Linked DNA regions of Mus musculus: region 2 is linked to region 1. Evidence: chromatin contacts called from public promoter capture Hi-C data. All regions are on one chromosome and are shown on one strand. The core of a region is the stretch at or near the end of the contact, and the rest is flanking DNA. Distances in the headings are between cores, read along the strand shown. Region 1 holds the start of H3f4 (H3.4 histone). Region 2 holds the start of Cenpv (centromere protein V).

What was found. Promoter capture Hi-C pulls out the DNA fragments that hold promoters and counts their contacts.
Region 2: a contact with region 1 is called in a promoter capture Hi-C map of pre-B cells, with 4 times the contacts expected there. The contact joins the promoter of Cenpv here to the promoter of H3f4 in region 1.

What each region holds. Positions count from the first base shown.
Region 1 is chr11:58,958,082-58,964,535 of GRCm38.p6, reverse strand. H3f4 (H3.4 histone) reads right to left here and starts at 2,825. Exons shown (of 1, transcript NM_001318003.2): 1 at 2,263-2,825. The coding sequence starts at 2,724. The coding sequence ends at 2,314. Trim17 (tripartite motif-containing 17) reads right to left here and starts at 755. Exons shown (of 7, transcript NM_031172.3): 1 at 667-755.
Region 2 is chr11:62,535,313-62,541,924 of GRCm38.p6, reverse strand. Cenpv (centromere protein V) reads left to right here and starts at 2,664. Exons shown (of 5, transcript NM_028448.1): 1 at 2,664-3,069; 2 at 5,545-5,643. The coding sequence starts at 2,720.

The DNA.
Region 1 (6,454 bases), core at 1,576-4,075:
TTTGTAACTACACATGCACACATCCACACAGAAAACGTGCAAGCCCACTTACACACCACAACAAACACAGGCATGTGAACATGGATGCACTCTGAAGGCACATACAGCATGCACACGTGCACAAGAACACACATGCATGCATCCCTCAAGTCCAAGTCCTGCTAACGCAGGCGGTGGAGACCCTGAACTGCCCCTAATTCTGCTTCCCAAGGTCCTTTTTGAGAATTTGGGAATGAGGTCGACTCTCAGTGCTCCCCATCTTGTTCTCTCCTCTGAATCCTGAAAGCCAAGCATCTTCGGATATTCCAGAGTGGCTGCCATGTTAATTTCATCTGAACTTTCTATGAGCAGAGCACAGGGCATTACCTTCTCCCGACCCAATCTCAAGAGTCTCACCACCTAGTCAGAACCACCTAGTCTGACCTAGTCTGACCACCTAGTCAGAACCAGGGCCAAAGGGCCCTGGCTTCCCTAGAGCAGAGACAGACATCAGGGTTCTTGGGTCATCTAAGGTCAATGAGGGCTCATCCAGGAGACCCACGTAATCAGAGTGGTCCACGGTTTGAAGCTTATGGTTTGACTTTGGTGGGGACAGGAGAAGGAACCCCCTAGTCTCGACCCAGACAGTGAGTGAGCGAGCGAATTCTCTGGACGGTGGTTACTCACAAGGAAGGAGCCTTGCACTGCGCCAGGTGCCAGGGGCAAGTGCGCCGCATGGGGGAAAGGCTGGGTTTGTGCTACAGCACTAGGGAAGACCAGGAGCTGGGGCAGAGGGCCATTGTGGCGTCAACTCACGCAGGCAGGTTGCTTGGCAGAGATGCCGCGGGGGCGGGGCTGAGGCTGCTACACCGAAGGGAGGAGGCGGGGGCTTCGTTGCTTAGGGTGGAGCCAGGGAGAAGGGGGCGGTGACAGAAATATGGCTTCGCTAGACCATATTTGTGGGACCAATAAATAGATCAATAGGGCAAAGAGATTAGGTGGAGACTCAGGTGGGGAATGCAGGGAAAATGTGGTCGGGTTTGCATGGATTGAGGCTAGGAAAATGAAAAGGGGGCAATTTAGAAATTAGCAACTCAAAGTTGGGAGGTGGTGATCCCTGCCTTTAATTTCAGCACTCGGGAGGCGGAGGCAGAGGCAGGCTCATCTCTGAATTTGAGGCCAGAGGGAGTTCCAGGACAGCCAAGGCTACACAAACAGTCTTTAGACTCACCCACCCCCCCATCCTGCCCCCCTCTACCTCCCCTCTGCCTCCTTGCCCTCCCCTGCTCCCCCATCCCTGGGCTTGGAGACATAATGGGCTTCAAAACTCTTCAGTTGCATACTTATATTATATGCACACCCTAGGAGTAATTTATGTATTTAACATTGGCATTAATGAGTGATTCCACTACAAAGGAGAGGTAAAGTTTTCTGTGTTAACCTCACAGGCTTATTCAGGCTATTCCCCTCAGCCCTCCACTAATGCAGTTCAGTTAACCATCTCGGGTTCCTCCCAGTTTGATTTCTGATCAAGCCGGTTAGTCTCCATGCCGGTCATCTCTGAACACCACCCTTTTTGTATGGCTCAGAAGTCATACAGTACTGGACAGTATGAAAAACCAAGGCTCAGAGAATTAAACTCCAGCGCAAAACATCCTTTTGATAAGAGAGGTTCCTATTGCTTACAACTCAGGTTGAGTCAAGACAACAGCTAGACTTTCGTACCCTACAGGAATCGTTTAAGACAGGATTCTCTGGATGTGTCCCCTGGAAATATGTAAGTTAACACTTTCCTGACTCTTTTGCTGCCGCCGTTAACAGATGGGCAAAATTAACTTTAATCAAAGGCAGTTCACTGGGCTTTCCATCAGGAGAAAGGCCAACTTTTCAAGTACAGGAATAGCTAGCCTTTTTAATACCAGGCATTATGAGCCTTAAAACACAAAACATAAGTAACTTGGTTACTGAGCAGATGCGTTTGGATACTATCAACTATGCAAACATAGCACGTTTACTGCCGGTAGGAGCTACCTTCACTTGGTAAAACCAGTCAGCAACACAACCATCATCTTGTAGTACAAGGGCTCAGGCCACTATACCTATCAAGGGAAGGCAGGTTAGAATAGGACGGAGCTGCAAGTCAAATAGCTCAATGGGCAAGGATTAGCTGCTAAGCCCTCTAGACTGATCTGGGGAGACACTTCGATTGCCGGCCACCTTGTCTTCACCTCCTGAGGAGACAGGACACCTAAGTCTACGTTACAGACACTTTTTCTGACTCTGTGGGTGGCTCTGAAAAGAGCCGTTGGGTTCATGAGCGGTGCCTGTGGGAGCCTAAGCCCGTTCTCCGCGGATGCGCCGAGCCAACTGGATGTCTTTGGGCATGATGGTCACCCGCTTGGCGTGGATAGCGCACAGGTTCGTGTCTTCGAACAGCCCCACGAGGTACGACTCGCAGGCCTCCTGCAGCGCCATCACCGCGGAGCTCTGGAAGCGCAGGTCGGTCTTGAAGTCCTGGGCGATCTCACGCACCAAGCGCTGGAATGGCAACTTGCGAATCAGCAGCTCGGTGGACTTCTGGTAGCGCCGGATCTCGCGCAGCGCCACCGTGCCAGGGTGGTAGCGGTGCGGCTTCTTCACGCCCCCGGTGGCCGGGGCGCTCTTGCGGGCCACCTTCGTGGCTAGCTGCTTGCGCGGAGCCTTGCCTCCCGTCGACTTCCGTGCCGTCTGCTTGGTGCGTGCCATCTTCCTGAATCGTCCGCCTCCCTTGCTCCTCAGGTGCACAATGTGGGGGGCGAGTAGCACTGCTTTTATAGACCCAGCTACATTCCTATTGGCTGCCCACCAGGTGGCATTATGGGATGCTGCACTCTGATTGGTCCATTGGGGGATTGACTTTACACCCTGCCTCTTATATTCTCTCTGAGTGGTGTGGACTCTGGAACTGTTAGTTGCGGCTCGGTAGGAGGGCAGCGGGGTCTGTGGAAAAAACTCAAGTCGCTTTCTTGGAGCTTTTATTGTTGTTGTTAAATAAAAAAACAAAACAATCTTGCCTCGACTCCCAAGACACAAAGAACCTTCTAGAACCTTTCTGCATGCTTCCTTTATATAACAACGAGGCATAGTTTTCCTGAGTTCTGGAATACTAAAAAAACATCCACCTGGTCTGAGGACGCCCCTGGGGGCGAGGGCTGGAGGTAGCTCAGCAGTTAAGCTTAATTCCAGGACTCGGGAGGCAAAGGATGGTGGATATCTGTGTGTTTGAGGTTAGCCAGGGCTACATAGTATTAACACTATTTTTTAAAAATAGGGAGGGGTAGAGATGGAAAAAAATAAAGAGAAAAACGAAAAGAAATTGTGTCGTTTGCTGGAACAATGGAAAGAACTCAAGATCACAGTGTTAAGTAAGCTGGATCCAGGCAGGAAGAAAAGCATGGCATGGGTTCTCTAGCATGTGGAAGCTAGATTAAAAAAAAAAAAAAAAAAAAAGCATAAAAATGGGGTCGGGGTGGTATTTATAGAGAGAAAGGGACCAGAGGGAAGAGGAAAAAAAGGGGAGAGCTGGTGTGTGTGTGTGTGTGTGTGTGTGTGTGTGTGTGTGTGTGTGTGTGAAGTTATCAAAATGAAACCCATTACTAAGCACAGTTAACGTACGTTAATTAAAAAAAAAAAAAAACTAGAAGATATGACTCAAAGAACAGTAGTCCATGCTTATAACTTCAGTACTCGGTAGCTGAATCAGAAGGATAATAATTTTGAGGCTTAGAGTACACTGAAATGACGCTTTATCAAACAAAATAAAACATCTTTAGATCTGAAAGAAAATTAGGAAAAAAAAAAAAAAAAGGATTTCTGAAGCAAAGGCTTTCAAGGATAACATGGGCTGTATTCAAGGATTCCCCCAAAGGTCACAATCAGGGTATCAAACAATAGTAATAATGATTATTTAGATCACGTCAGAGGATGAGAAATGTCGTCCACATAATTTCAAAAAACGTGAGTCCAGAAAAGGATAGAAATCAAACTGTGGTGCATCTTTACGGATTTGGTTAAAAAATAGAACTCACTGACAATCATGGTGTTTTGCTTCCAAACGTGTATGTGTAGTTTAAACTGACGCCGGTGAACGCCAAAGCGGGGAATCCCGAGCCCGTGCCTGCGGTGTGCGGTCGCGGGTAGGCGCTACGCCAACCGGAGGACGTGGGTCGTCCATTGGTGGTGCCCAGGAACCGGGACGTCCCGGCCCGCGCCACTCTCTAGTGCCAGCTTATGGATACAGTGACAGGGAAAATAGCTTCACGTTCAGAAAGAACCGAAACTCTTGCCTCTGGGAATGTACGACCCTGTGAGACATCGGCGACACACACAGGGCTTGAAATTCTGAGGGAGCCAGGGAGGAAGGAGCTGTCCATCTTGCACCTCACACAGCCAATTGGATCAGTCAGAGCTTTTGGACTGACCAATCAGAAAACGCCCCCGAGCATGCCCATGCTCCGGAGCCGGAGAGGGCAAAGCGCGTCGCTTCTCCAGCACCCAAGGCCGAGGTGCCCATCAGAGGACGCGGGAAACCTTCTCTACACCCCGGTGCTCACGCTCCCACACTCCCGCACCCCCAAACCTCGGCAAGGCCAGACTACAGCTGTCACCGCGTTGGTTCCCGAGCTGGGCGCTGCACCTATGGAAGCCACTGCTGTAATCTTAATTTTTTTTTTTTAATTTCTTTTATTTTATTTCAACTAGACTGCGCCGAGCTTCCCAGAGAAGTCACACCATACAAGGCTGGATGTAATGCAGAGCAGCGTCTCAAAATCTGAGAAGGATCTTCTTTCCTTTCTGGAGCCTGTAGTTTTCTTTCCCTATTAAATTTCCCCCATTCATTATTCGATCTGCACCTATGCCTTGTGGGAAAGGATCAAATGAAGGTTTAGTGTTAGGGGTGGAAGATGGGGGCGGGAGCACAACAGTGGGACAGCGTTGCCCTCTCAGTTTCCTGCTACTTGCCATGGGAGTGCAATTTCTTCCCATCGCCAGCTTAGACAGGGAAGAAATCCTTTGTTTTAAATTAACTTAACAAATACATAGTTAGCACTATGTGCAAGGCATACTCAACGCATGCGAGTGACAGTAGACATAAATGTATGTGCCTCTGCACTCTTTGACGTCGATGGTAGCCAGTTGAGCTGATCACAACATTGCAGTTTATCCCTAAGCAGGAATGAAGCGACTATGTAGGGAACTGGAAAGAGGAACAGGAACAGAAACTTAGCGAGTACTGGAAGAGGAGTTTTGTTTTTAGTTTGTTTCGTTTTTGACAGCTATCCTAACAGGAGCGAGGTGAATCCTCACTATGGTCTGATTGGTCAGCAACTGTAGCGATTTCAAAGATCGTGTGTGTCTTTACAGTAATTCCTATTTGGGGTCCTTTTGCTTTAAAATTCGAGCTGTTTGCTATTGAATTATAGGGCTTTGCTGTTTTAGATATTAACTCACTGATCAAATGTATGGCTATCTCACTTCTTTATGTGTATTTTTTTTTTTTTTTTGGTCGTAGCAGCTCAAGACTAAAACAGGTATATTTTGTCCGTTTTTTGAGATGAATCATGGGTGTGTGTTGGAACTGTTTAGAGAGGGAGGAAAACTTCATGTGACCCAGATGCCAGTGGGGACAACAGGCTGCCTTTAGCAGGTGGGGATATCCCTCAGGTGCTATCATGCAGTTTGGGGAGAGTTACGGATTTGTGGAAACGGTGGTTTTGGTGCTATCACAAGAAAAGAGGGCCGTTCACGGTCATCAGCCAAACCTGGGATGTGCAGCAAGGAGGCCTGAGACCCCTGCCTACTACACATCCATCCCGCTTTGCCATTCATATTAGGAAATTAGCTGTCTACACAGCCTGAGTCCAACTGGCCTGGCAGTTGTTCTGAACCCCAGAATTTAGCTTGAGGGACAGAATGGAAAGTGCAGCCTCTGTGGTCCTTGAAGCACCCCATTAGCCTACTGGAGACGCTTTCATGACTTTCCAGCTGACCCCCACTGATTTCCCAGTTGACCTCTCCCGGCTCTTCAACTTTCTTGAGTTATCTCTACTGAATGTGCATCGAGCTTCATGACAATGATTTTTGGTCAGCCTAGTACAACTATTTACCCTATAGTTACATTGCATTGTTTACAAGGAGTTATGGTGGCATACTAAAACACTGAGGGCATTTGTATGTTATAAGCAGATGTTATGGCTTTGTATATAAGGATCCTGGGTACCCATAGATTTTGGTGCCTGCCCAGGCTCGGGGGTCGGTCAGAGATGAGAACCAATCTCCTATGATGCCAAAAGACACTGAAATGTCCTCTAGGTTCATCCATGTGACAACAAATGTAATTTTGGGTTCTTTTTTTTTTTTTTAAAGCTTATGTAATATTTATCTGTGTATATACTGCATTTTGGATCTGCTCCTTCACAGACACTGAGGTTAGTCC
Region 2 (6,612 bases), core at 1,415-3,914, 3.6 Mb before region 1:
TCCCAAACAGAAGCCATCCAAAAGTTCAGCAACCGAATGAAAAGGTAGCATTACTACAGGACAGAGAAATGCGAAACCGAAGGAAGTGATGTCATGGCACAGCCTCAGAAAAGCTAAGTGAAAAGACCAGCGGTGTGACTTCTGTGAGGTATGGAGCAACTGCAGACCTCATCCAGTGCTGGCAGAGCATAAAACCGGCCGGCCAGCTTAAAACCTTCATAGTTCCTTAAAAAGAATGATGCTCGCTAGGCATGGTGGCACATGCCTGTAGTCCTAGCATCTGTGACAGGTAGAGGCAGGAGGATTGTTGAATAAGACAACACTGACTACATAAGACTTGGTCACAACACAGTCTTAACCTGTGAACCAGAAATTCCACTTTGAATGTTTGGAGAGAAACTGATCTACCAAAAGACTTGGGTAAAAATGTAAAAGTGAATACAAGCTTTATCACATTTGTACAAATTAGAAACAAAAGTAGTTAAGAGAATAAATGTAAGGGGACTAGGGGCTAGCCTGCCACACACACATGAAGCCCTGAGTTAGGATTCCTAGCACCCATATAAAAGTGGACACTGGGGTCACAAGTCTGTAGCCCCACCCACTGTGGAGCTGCTAGGGAAAGTCATCTCCTTGAGTTCAGTGACCCTCCAGTGTAGGCAGAGTGTGAGCTCCCGTTTCAGTGAGGAACCCTCCCTCAGGATGAAGGTGGAGAACCATGAAGACACCCATCATTGAACTCTGACATACACTTGCAACACACACACACACACACACACAAAATAAACGGTGATATATTCTTATGTAAATTTTCTCCCCCACTGCTGTGCCAGTCAGGACAGAAACTGATTCAGAAGCCATGAAGGAAGAACACTGCTTACAGGCTTGCTCAGCCTGCTCTCATAGAGTGAGTCCAGGACCACCTGCCCAGGGGTGATGGTGATCAATAATGAATCAAGGAAATGACCTACAGACTTACCCACTAATTTGATGGAGGCATTTTTTTTTCAGTTAAGGTTCCCTCTCTGATGACCCTTGTTTGTGTTGCATTAACAAAAGCCAATCCGCATAGATCATATTGACATCAATAAATTATATATGTACATATATGTATATATGTGTGTATATATAATATCAATTATTTCCAAAATGTTGAACAGTATTAGATTTAACAATGTACATGCTATTTTTGAAATGACATTCAAAGATAGGCTAAAGTAGTGTGGTAGATCACACCTGTGATTCTAGCACTTGGGAGGTTGAGGCTGGAGAATAGGTACAGGTTTGAAGCCAGCCTTAGCTACTTAGTGAGTCTAGGACTAGACTAGGCTAAAGAATGAAGCCCTGACTCAAACAAGCCCGGCAGCCAAGTAAAGGTGCCTGTCACCAGACAGCTTGTTTGGTGCAAGAAGAGAACTCATGGTGTAGACTGTCTTCTGCTCCCCATGCACCCGCATACTTCGCTCTCCTCCTGAATAAAGATTTTTAAAACTGTAATGTGTATCAGGAGGTGGAGGCAGGCAGATCACAGTGAGCTAAGATAAACCTGAGCCTTATTCGTGAGTTCCAGGCCAGCCAGGGCTACACGGTTAGACCTTGTCTCTAAATACACAAAACAGGCGAAAGTAAGTCACAGTGAGAAAAAGCCAAAACAAAACAGTGGTCACTTCTGCTTGCTTTTTGGAGATAGTCTAGATGTGGCTAGGATATGCCACATCTGAATTGGTGCATGCAAATCTGTACATTTAAGATACGGGCACAAAGGAAACACCAAAACAAATTATGCATCTAGGAAGTTTCAATTATTGAGAACTTTGTGTTAAAACTTAATGAGGATTTATGAATTAATCAAGCTGTATTTGGGAAAACCCATATTTTCATCATTAAAGATAATAAATGGACTCTATATTGTAATAAAATCAACAAAAACAGAACTAAGTTGAAAAATGAAAAATGCACCAAAAACGAGTAAAAGAAAACGTTTCTTTAAAAGTGTGAGAACAACTGAAAGGGTTTGGAGACTATCTGGGATACCGCAGTGGATGGTTCTTGGGATTTTTGTCTTTAAACGTCAATACGGTATTCTGCAAAAGCTTATGAATGGAATGTAATCCTGGATCCATTTACTTAAAATTGAAAACAAAATCTAGGGCTGGGAATGTGGCTCAGTGCAAGAGTGCTTTCTCAAAGCTGTGGGTCCTATTCTCAGTTCTGCAAAACCACCAAAAAACCTGTTGACCATTGATCAAACTGACTCCAGCTGTCATTTATGCTTCCAGTAGCAGATATCCGACAATTTACATACTACGTTAGCTCACATTAGGTACATGATGGCCTCTGCCAAGTTGGTAGTGTTACCACCTTGGAAACCACGAAGTCACCCAAGCGTGCCAGCTCTGATGTGGCCGTGAATTTATGAACTGAGGCCTGACCCAGGTCCCCAGTTAGAAATGTGTGGTTGGAGTCAGTGGAGGCTGGAAGCTCCTTCGCTGATCAAACGGGCACCGCTACCTGCAAGCGCAGGTGCAGGCGCGGTCTCGTTAGACCCTCAGCGCTCGGCCGGCCCCACGGCCAGGGTCTCTTAGTTGGGTCCCTAGCTCGCGTGTTCCGGAGCGCCGCGCACCACCCCCGGGGCCTTCAGGTTGTCGGAGGCGGGGACGCGCATCGGCCGGCGGGAGCGCGCAGAGCCGAGAGGCCTGCGAGCCCGGCTGAGGGAGACATGCGGCGGACTCGCAGTGCCGTGGCCACCGGCCCGCGGGAGCAGCGGCGCTCGGGGGCCACCGGGGGCTTGAGCGGCGGCGAAAGCCGCGCGCAGCGCTCCCGGAGCAGGACTAGGGCCGGGGCCGGGGGCGGGGGCGGGGCGGTCGGTCCGCAGCCGTCGGCAAAGCCGCGGCCCAAGCCACCGCCGCGGGCCCAGGAGGCGGCCGCCGAGGAGCCACCGCCGGCGGTCACCCCCGCCGCCTCGGTGTCGGCGCTCGACCTGGGGGAGCAGCGGGAGCGCTGGGAGACGTTCCAGAAGCGGCAACGGCTCAGCTTCGAGGGCGCCGCCAAGCTGCTGCTGGACACCTTGTGAGTGTGTCGGGGGCGGCGGGCCGGCACACGCGAGGTGCGCACGGGCGGCGGGACCCGAGGGCTGAGTGCTGAGCCGTTGGCGGGCTGCTCCGGACGGTGTCGGGCTGAGTGCGCGGAAGGGCCCCTCAGGGTGAAAAAACAGACATCCCCCGGCTTGCCAGCTACCAAGACCGTTTTACCCGTTTTTGCACGTGCTTTCGGGGAGTGGGCGGGAGGAAAGGTCGAAGTGGAGAATTTAGTGACCCGAGGAGCGAAGGCCGGTTGTTCTAATCAGTTCCCCGGAGGGAGGGTGCAGGGTGCGGTTATTGATCTCGGAGGGAAAGGCGCGCAAAGCGTTGTCCAGGACGGGCGCTTGCAGGGGGAATGGGGAGTTAAGGTGTTATGTTCTCATCCCCGGTCCGGGCTGGCAGCTCCCCCAGTCTGTGCTTCTGAAGTGCTTCCAGCTTCTTTGGTGGCCTAAGGAGCAGATCTGAGGTCCGTTATTGGGGAAAAGAGCTGATGACTACTCTGGCCAGATGCCTGCTCTTTGGCAAATGTAATGTGAACCCCTTCCTCCTTTACCCATTGTGCTCCGAGAAAAACCCAGTACCCTTGTCTTATAGCCCTCACTCGCAGATGAATTAAAAAGAACAATAAAAGACAAAGAAAACTAACGTTAACCCAACAATTGTTTAACAACCTGAACTACTTTTCATAACAACAAGATGCTCTTTTGTCTTTGTCCCAGAATTAGTTCTCTTGGTTTTGGTGGATCCTCTAAGAACTGGAGTATTTAGTTAGCTTTCTATCTGTTTCGTTTATTCAATTTTATCCCCTTGGGCTATAAATTGAATGCTTTAAAACATTAAAACAAAAATCAGTTAAAACTTAAAAAAAATGAAATATAACACGGAGTACCTGTTGTGTACTAGCTACTGGGAGATCTAAATGATACTATATAAAACTCAGTAGAGCTGGGCACAGTAGCACATGCCGACAATCCTAGCATTCAGGAGGCCGAGGCGGAGGAGTACAGTGATTTCAAGTGCAGCCTGGGCTACAGAGATAGATCCTTTCTCCGAAGAGAAAGAGAAAGAGAGAAAGGAAAACAGAAGCAAGCCAGCGAGAAGGAGGTCCACGTGTGTAAGCCCAGCACTTGGAAGGTGGAGGCAGGAAGATCTACAAGTTCAAGGTCATCCTTGACCACATAGTTAATTTGAGGCCAGCTTGAGCTGCACTGACACCCTGTCTCAAAAGGAAACAAAAAAGCCCCCCACACACACACACAAAGCAAAAATTTTTAGGTAATATTTTCCCCTAAAACAAAATGGTAATGATCTTTAAAAAAGATACTAAAAATATTGGCAGGAAAAGAGGCATTTCACTCACCAGAATAGCGTGCTGTATGCTTGCTTACATCCACTCTATGGTCTTTTAAGCTAACTTTTATACAAAGAAAACGTATGTTAAATACACTAACATTTGGTTCCAATATCGCAAAAAATTGGAGGAATGGATAGCAAATACGGGCTCTCTAAGTGGGATGATCACAGGGGTGGAGGGTTCTCAATGTGTTATTAAACTGTTTGGCTTTTTTTTTTTTTTTTTTTTTTTTTTTTTTACAATAAACATTGTATATAGAAGAAGAAAATGAGATGTTAACTTGTTAGAGAAACCTGGGCGAGCTTTCAGTTTTGCCTCTAGTCAGATGGCAAATTGAAGCGGCTATTTGCTGTTTTTCCCTGTGGTGGTTAATCAGAAGTCACAGCGAAACATTGTCTCGTTTATTTCTGGCCAGAATATTTAGTCTTTTGGGGAAGGGGCTTCAGGATGTCCACTGAATCTTACTGTTGAGTTATGGGGCTGGCTCCAACTGTATACAGTTGTGTGAAAAGCCATGGATTTGGGAAGCGTGAGGAGAGTGAGTGGAGTTAGAGGAGCCTTTGTTGCCCCGCAGAAGGCAACTTGGCGACCTGTCTTACTTTTTCATAGCCACTTGTTACCATCTTTATTACAATCAAAACTGAATATTATTTGGCCTGTTTGCCTAGTGGCTGCTTAAGGCTGGTAAAGTTTTTATCTTGGTCCTAAGCTTGTAATTGAAAGAAAGAAAGAAAGAAAGAAAGAAAGAAAGAAAGAAAGAAAACTAATTAGTTGACATATAAATAAAAATGTTGGGAGTGGGAGCAAATGTGCCAGACTTCTCTCATAGCCTCATATTTACTGAATTCTGGGTATATTTTATTTTGCAGTCATAAAATTCAAGACAGTTCCCAGTGAAAATACTGAACCTCTTTTATGAGATGCACCTGGTTGTCATATATATATATATATATATATATATATATGACATATATATATGTCATATATATATATATATATGAATGAGCCTGGCTTTATTTTAAGAACAAAAAGTCAGCGTGAAGGAGCCAGGCCATAAAACCCCTGCTTGTCTCTTAGAAATTTTTATGCTCTAGTTTTTATTTCATTTAGTGAGTACCAGGGCCTGGTGAAGCACACAGGAGGCTGCCACTGTGGAGCAGTTCGTTTTGAAGTTTGGGCTTCAGCAGACTTACACATCTTTGACTGCAAGTGAGTATTTTATCTTCTCAAATTGGCTTAGAAGAGTTGAAGAGCAAAATAGGCCATGTTTCAGACCAATGTGGGGAGTCGGGGTCTGGATGAGACAGTGTTGGCCATGAGCTGATAACTGTTACATCAGGTACCGAGGACACAAGGGTTCATTGTTCTCTTCTTTGCCATGTGTACAACTAGAAATTTTCAGTGATAACTAAAAAAAAAAAAAAAAAGTGTTATATGTAATTCTTTTACTGTGTGCGTAGATCAGAGGACAACTTGTGGGATGGAGTCACTAGGCTGGTGGTAGGTACTTTTACCTGCCAAGTCTTCTCACTGGATATTTTTTTTTTAGAGTGGGAGAAGGCTAAACATTCTGAGTTATTCAGAGTAACACCCTCAGTTTGTGTGTTCGGGAGCCCGTGTGTGTGTGTACCACAGAGTTGTACAGCAGCGCAGTTCAGGAGACAGAAAGCAGGGATTCCAGGGCTGTGGCTTATAGGCTCGTGCCTCCTACTGATCCCACTGACTTAGGGGTGATTAGCAGAGGTGGATCAGGCTGCCAGTAATTCCCGGTTGGGTTACTGGGAATCCCACCTTGAGTGGAATCTTCTTAGGAGTCTGTCAGTGAAACTACATGGAAGTAATCGGGTGGAGTGTATTTGCACCTGGAAGCTTTTTGTGTGCTGGATCTCTCTCTGTCCTTGGCATGAGGCCCATGGTACCACCACCAACAGTGGAAGGCTTGCTTCTTGGATTATTTATTTGCTTTATGTATGAGTACACTGTAGCTGTCTTCACACACACCAGGAGATGGCATCATATCCCATTACAGATGGTTGTGAGCCACCATGTGGTTGCTGGGAATTGAACTCAGGACCTCTGGAAGAGCAGTCAGTGCTCTTAACTGCTGAGCCATCTCTCCCTCGAAGGCCTGCTTCTTAGCGTCTTCCCTGGCATTATAATAGAAGAGGAACAGGCTTT